Linked DNA regions of Zea mays: region 2 is linked to region 1. A link is a contact called in public Hi-C data. All regions are on one chromosome and are shown on one strand. Each heading gives the region's core, a stretch centred on a gene start, on an enhancer-like site or on the middle of the called end of the contact. The rest is flanking DNA. Distances are from core to core; before and after follow the strand shown.

Region 1 (2,920 bases), core at 151-2,650:
TACCAAACCAGAGTAATAATAGATAAAATTAATAACAAACCACAATGCGATGCAAATGACAAATTGAATTTAATTCCATAAATTAATCATGCAAGAGTCCTGAGCTGCTCATGACCGCGAGCACGGCTAGTATACTAGTTTTACACTCTATAGAGGTTGTACCCTTTACCCACAAGTCATGTTACCCATCTACCACGGGGTTGTATGGGCCCCATACACCTCTACCAAGGAAGCGAGGCAGGGTAACACTACGAGGCCTTTACAAAGTTCCACTAGCTACAGAAAATCCGCTACAGTTTCTAGGGAGCGCAATGCAGGAATTCCCTGTCTGACCGCCATCACAGAAAAATCAACCCAAGAACCTCCCTACACGCCAACTCCCCTATTGCCCTTGCCCATTTCGGGTAAGGTAGACCTCCACTTGCTTTCCTAATTAGTCAGCCAAGGACGTCCCATATCACCCTTGTGGTGGCACGTGTTTCTCAAGTTAAGCTCCATGTTCCAATTAACATAATAGTCTTATCATGAACAGAAATAGAACAATAATAATAAAGAATGATCATGTGTAATAGTTATCTCAACACCCAAAACCATATATAGCAATAGCAAAGACTACCCAAAAGTTCAGGGGTAAACAAGGTGTAAAGATGACCAAACTAGGGTGACCTATTAGGGCCCATCAAAATTAAGCTTGTGCATGCCAAAATGATTATAGATAACATTATTGGGTAAATAAAAGTGGTCAAGGGCACAACTTGCCTTCAACGAACTCCTGCTCGGCAACTTCTACCTGCTGAACATCTGGGTCCTCAATCACTTGCTCATCTACTCGAAGCAATACAAACAAACATAGTATGGGATAAATTAGCATCACACCAATCAGAGGAACATAATGGATAATAATAATCTACTCATCGTAACATGATCGTAGGTTCGAGAGTCACTAAATTCAGAGTTACGGATTACGAGTTATGATTTTTCGAAGTCTTTATGTGTTTGGTACAAAATTAATCAAGTAGTTAATTTTAGTCTAGGTTTCATGCTAAAACAGAGTTACCAAGTGATAAACAATGTTAATACAAAATTAATGCAACTGAAATGGATTAAAAAGTTGTTAAAATGAATTTTCTAAGAATTAAACAAGATTCTGGAATTATTTTTACACTAAAAAACTTTTTCTATATTAATTTTGCTGCTTTGTTAAGTGTCTGGACTGCGCCATTAATTCTAAGGAATGCAGGGGTTTAAATCAAAGAAGTCTGGGCCTTTCTGTATTTATTTAGCACGCAGGGTGGACGGCGGGTTTATTTTCATAAAGTTTCGGGGCTCTTATGCAACTTGACGCGCGTGAAGGGGTACGCAAGGATCTCGGATCGCAGTAGTTGTCCCACCCGATCTAATCACACACGCTGGATTGAAATCCTATGGGTACAACCGTTTCCCGATCCCATCCAATCGTGGTCGCCCACACAGAGATCGAAGGCCAATATGTTGTCTTCTCTGTAGCGCCACATGCCGCCACGCGTTCCTGGAGATGCGGGCCTCGACGACGGCAGGAAGCGCCTCCAGTCGCACACCATCGTTCGCCCCAGCCACCGCATCCTAACCGAAGCCGAAACTATGGTGGTGTCGTGCCCCGCACGTCGAGCTGCAAGCCAATTCTACTTCAGTCTAGGTGTGCATCGCCACGAAGAGAGGTCGGGTGAGAACGTGGGGGTTCCTTAACGCCGAGACTTCCTGCCGCAACCTGCTCCCGATGAACTCTCAAATGCCGCCTTCGCAACTCCACCCAACGGCCGACTGCAGTCGTAGAGGAGTCCCGACAGCGGCGGTGGTCAACCCGAGCTCCGATCCGGCCGATTCAAGCTAGCTTGCAATTTCCCCGATACTGTGGTGCCGTGAGGGAATTTACGTGATTGGGTTAGAGGGCACGAGAGAGGGTTTACCCATCATATAACTAGGAGCCCAGGGAGTCTCCATGCAGGTCTGGCATGCCCGACCGGTGGTTACGGAGGTAGTTGGGAGGTGGGCGAATGCAGGCACTTGTGGAAGAAGGTAAACAGTGGACCAAGGCCCCACCTGGGATAGTGCGCGGGCTAGACCTGCAGGACCCACTAGTCAGTGAAAGAAAGGGGAGTCCACGCAATGTGGCTGGCCAAGGGGGCCCCCGTCGGCGCCACGCCTAACCCAGTTGAGCTACTCGTGAGGGCTGTTGGTGGGCCGAGCGGGGAGAAGCCGACCCAACAAGGTATAGCTGCGTTTTTCCTTTTTTTCTATTTTCTCTTTTTTACTTTTAAATCCTAGTTTGAATTCAAATGTGGTTGTGAATTTTTGTACTCAGATCTAATGTATAATTTAACGATACAAGTTTGAAAAGGTTTTATTTATTTATATATTTATTTTTTTATTTTGTATAGTATTTTCCTTCTCTTTCTCCAAATTCTATAATGTAAACTAGGTCTTAAATCCAAATTTGGACATTAATGTATTTCTATTAATATTATTATTATTATTAAATGCACACACAAATAAACTCCAACATGATGCATAAATTATTTATGTGCCATTAGTTAATTATTCACTCTAATTATGGTTATTCACATGTTCCAATAATTGGAAGAAAATACATGTAATAAGATCACCCTTCTCTTATTATTTACAAATTGGGTATTACAGGACCTCGAGCAGCTGATCAACCCACTTTCCTTTCTTGTCCTATAGCAGCCTTTTCTTGATTGCAGTGAAAACTTTTCGATTTTTCCCGTTCGACAACTCCATTCGATTATGGTGGTCGTGTTCGTTTATTTGTGGTGGTGGTTTGGGGGAGTGCTAGTATTTCTTAATGGGGGAGTTGGGGGGATATGTTGTGGTGTGGATTGATGTTTGGGTGGTATTAAGGGAAAGTTGGGTGGGGGTCTTC
Region 2 (2,920 bases), core at 278-2,777, 290 kb before region 1:
CCAGCACGCCTTGCTGCTGCCGCAGGCGCCGGCCCGGCCACCAGCAGCAGCAGCAGCAGCAGCAGACAATACGCATACCCCGTCGCTCGCTTGGCGTGGCGTGCGCACAGGCCGGGCATGCATTTATCCTCGCTTAGCGCGGTCGCGCCCCGCAACATGCACATGCGACGGCTGCCCGGCTACAGCTCCGGCCAGCCAGTGGTAGTATTAGCGGTCTAGCTCTGGTACGTACCTCTCCCTCCGCACCGCACCGGCAGGGAGGGCCCGCCGCGCGCTGCGGCAGCAGCGACGCTGCTCCTGCTCCCGCTCCCACCCGCCTGGACACTGCATGCGCGTGTAGGCCTGCCTGCCTGCCTGCCCCGCCTTGCCCGAACGCTCCGCTTTGTCGCTCGCCCGCCAGCCCCACGACCTCGGCACGCGCGCCCGTGCCGCCCCCGGCGGGCATGCGACGTCCTGCCCTGCCCGGCCGCGCGCACGCCGCTGCAATGCAATGCAAGCAAGCCTGCTGCTGTCTGCGGCGGCACGTTCTGTACGCATGCTCAGGCTCAGCTCGTAGGCGTGTGAGTAGACGTGGCTACGAGGAACTAGGGCCTGCGGTGCTTGTTGCTGCTGGACTGGACCGCCGCGCCCTCTGTGCTTGCCGCTGCCTGGCAGAAGCGAACACGGGCGGGCGGGGGCGGCCGTGATTAAAAACGGGTTTCACCCATGAGGGACTGGCCGGTGGCCGCCAGTGGCTTGTGCGGCGATGCCGGCGAGTCTGTTCTGCGATAGTGTTGGAGCGCCTTCTTGTCGGGGGGGGGGGGGGGGGGGGGGGGGGGGGGGCACGCTTCCAAATCGCGAGCGCGGCCGTCGAGGCGGCTAGCTTGCTCTCGCTCGTCTCTCTGGCGTTTTGCTGCGTTTTCTCCGCTTTGTTTTGCCAAACCTAGAGGCTCGTGCCGGTGCTTGTCTGGACTCTGGACCATGCTGGTGACCTAATAGTAGTACTGTATAGGTAATTAGGTATAGACAAACGGTAAAGTCCATGTGAAGAAGTTTCACCTTCAATTTGGCTCTTCTCTTCGATTTGGCTTCCTATTTGTTTTTTCCCCTCCAACTCGAACGGACCGCACTGTGGTAGTAGATGTTTTGCCCCCCAACACAATGTGCATCTGTTCTGTGTCCAGTGTGGTGTCACAAGAAAATCGTGACAGTGTCCTGCAGAGGCCTGGCCCCGCCCGGCTCGGCCTCGGCTCACAGTTTATATACACTGCTTTCGAGAGTGATGCATGCATGCATGAGACCCATTCTCGAGCCGTAGTAGCATCTGGACTACTTAGGTGCTAGTACCAGCAGTAGTAGCGGATTATTCTGCACTTGTTTTGTCACCATCCACAGATTAATAAAAAAAACATTCCGAACACATACTACGCAGCGAGCTGCGTGCGATGGAGTGCCGCCACGCTTTTCTATAAAAATCCCCATCCATTCTTCCCCCTGGAAACACACCAACCGAAGCCCATCCATCCACTGTCTCGTCTCTCGTGCGTGCGTGCCCCGGCTCGTTTTCCACGGCTTTTTTACGGGCCGCGCCATCACCATGCATGGCTTGCCTGCCGCTGCCGCCCGCGCTAGTGGACCTCCAGCACAATCCCCGGTTCTCCGACGCCTGCCACCTTTGTTGGTAAAAAACAGTGAGGACGTCGCTGCCGCTTCCGTCATGACTGTTCACCAGACTATGACCGTTCACAGACTACCCTACCCCTCCCCCTCCCTCGGCCGGTCCCGTTCCCGCGCCGCCCGCCGGCCGCCCAGTCCCTAGCATAGCAGGCCAAACCTGCCTCCGCGCAGTTGCTGCCGCGTCAATGCTGCCGTGCCGCTGGAGAGAGAGAGAGAGAGGTTCTTCTAATGCCCTTCTGTTCTGTCCCGCCCCCGCGCCGCATTTTTTTTTCATTTTTTTTTACCTTGCGTGACGCTTCGTTTTCACAGTGCGGCGGCGGCGGCTGCTTGGCTCGTTGCTCCTCCCATTCTGCTCAGCTCAGCTTCTGATGAGTTCGCCTTTGCCGCTGCTAGTTACCAGCATACTAGACCACTGACTGATCACGTTATAAGGCTTCCGCGCAGGCGAGCTTCTGCCGCCTTGTCGGGTAACCAAACGGACCTCGCCGGCCCTCTCCAGTGGTCACATCACATCACATCACATGCTCGAGGTCGTCCTGGACATGACGCCGCCGCCGCCGCCGCCGCAGGCGCGGCTCCACCAGGGGTCATCAGCCAAGGGCGGGCACGCGGAGCGGAGGAAGCAACCGCTGCAGAGCAGCGTGACACAGCCCAAGGCAGAGCCCGCGGCGGCGGCGGCCGTGCTGCCGGTGCCGGAGGGAGGCAAGAGGTGCAGAGGGGGCGGGAGGCGCCGCGGCAGGGCCAAGGCGCCCGGTGAGCCTCGCGCCGCGCTACTAGCGCCAGCGCAGGCGCAGACGCAGGCGCCTCCGCCGCGCACGGTCATTGGGCCGCCCGTGCCGAGCAAGGGGCTGTCATTCTGCCGCCGGCCAGGGTTCGGGACGGTGGGCGCGCGCTGCGTCGTCAAGGCCAACCACTTCCTCGCCGAGCTCCCGGACAAGGACCTCACCCAGTACGATGTAAGTGCTCGCCGCCCATTCCACCTCGCTGGCCTTGAGGACCGCCAGCGCTGCGCAATTGAGATCAAAAGGCGACGCTTTTATTTGTTTTCTTTTTTCCACGCGTGGTTTTGCAGGTGAAGATCACGCCGGAGGTGAGCTCGCGGACCGTGAACCGGGCCATAATGGCGGAGCTGGTCCGCCTCTACCGCGCGTCCGACCTGGGGATGCGACTCCCGGCCTACGACGGCCGCAAGAACCTCTACACCGCCGGGACACTACCGTTCGACGCTCGCGAGTTCGTCGTGCGCCTCGCCGATGAGGACGAC

What was found. Hi-C and Micro-C count contacts between places; a contact is called where the count stands out from the background.
Region 2: a contact with region 1 is called in a Hi-C map of endosperm, with 2.7 times the contacts expected there. The contact joins the promoter of LOC103629795 here to the enhancer-like site in region 1. A contact is called at or near these places in 2 of 25 Hi-C or Micro-C datasets (ear and endosperm).

The regions. Positions count from the first base shown.
Region 1 is chr6:113,079,036-113,081,955 of Zm-B73-REFERENCE-NAM-5.0, reverse strand. No RefSeq gene overlaps it. Among protein-coding and RNA genes, the nearest start is that of LOC103629787, 12 kb to the right of the region's middle. Within about 2 kb of position 1,400, at least 18 of the 20 cell types and tissues checked have an H3K27ac peak or open chromatin away from gene starts, as enhancers often do. A contact at or near this core is called in ear and endosperm, where this site is marked.
Region 2 is chr6:113,365,315-113,368,234 of Zm-B73-REFERENCE-NAM-5.0, reverse strand. It overlaps LOC103629795 (protein argonaute PNH1), which reads left to right and starts at 1,527. Exons shown (of 22, transcript XR_004850250.1): 1 at 1,527-2,612; 2 at 2,729-2,920.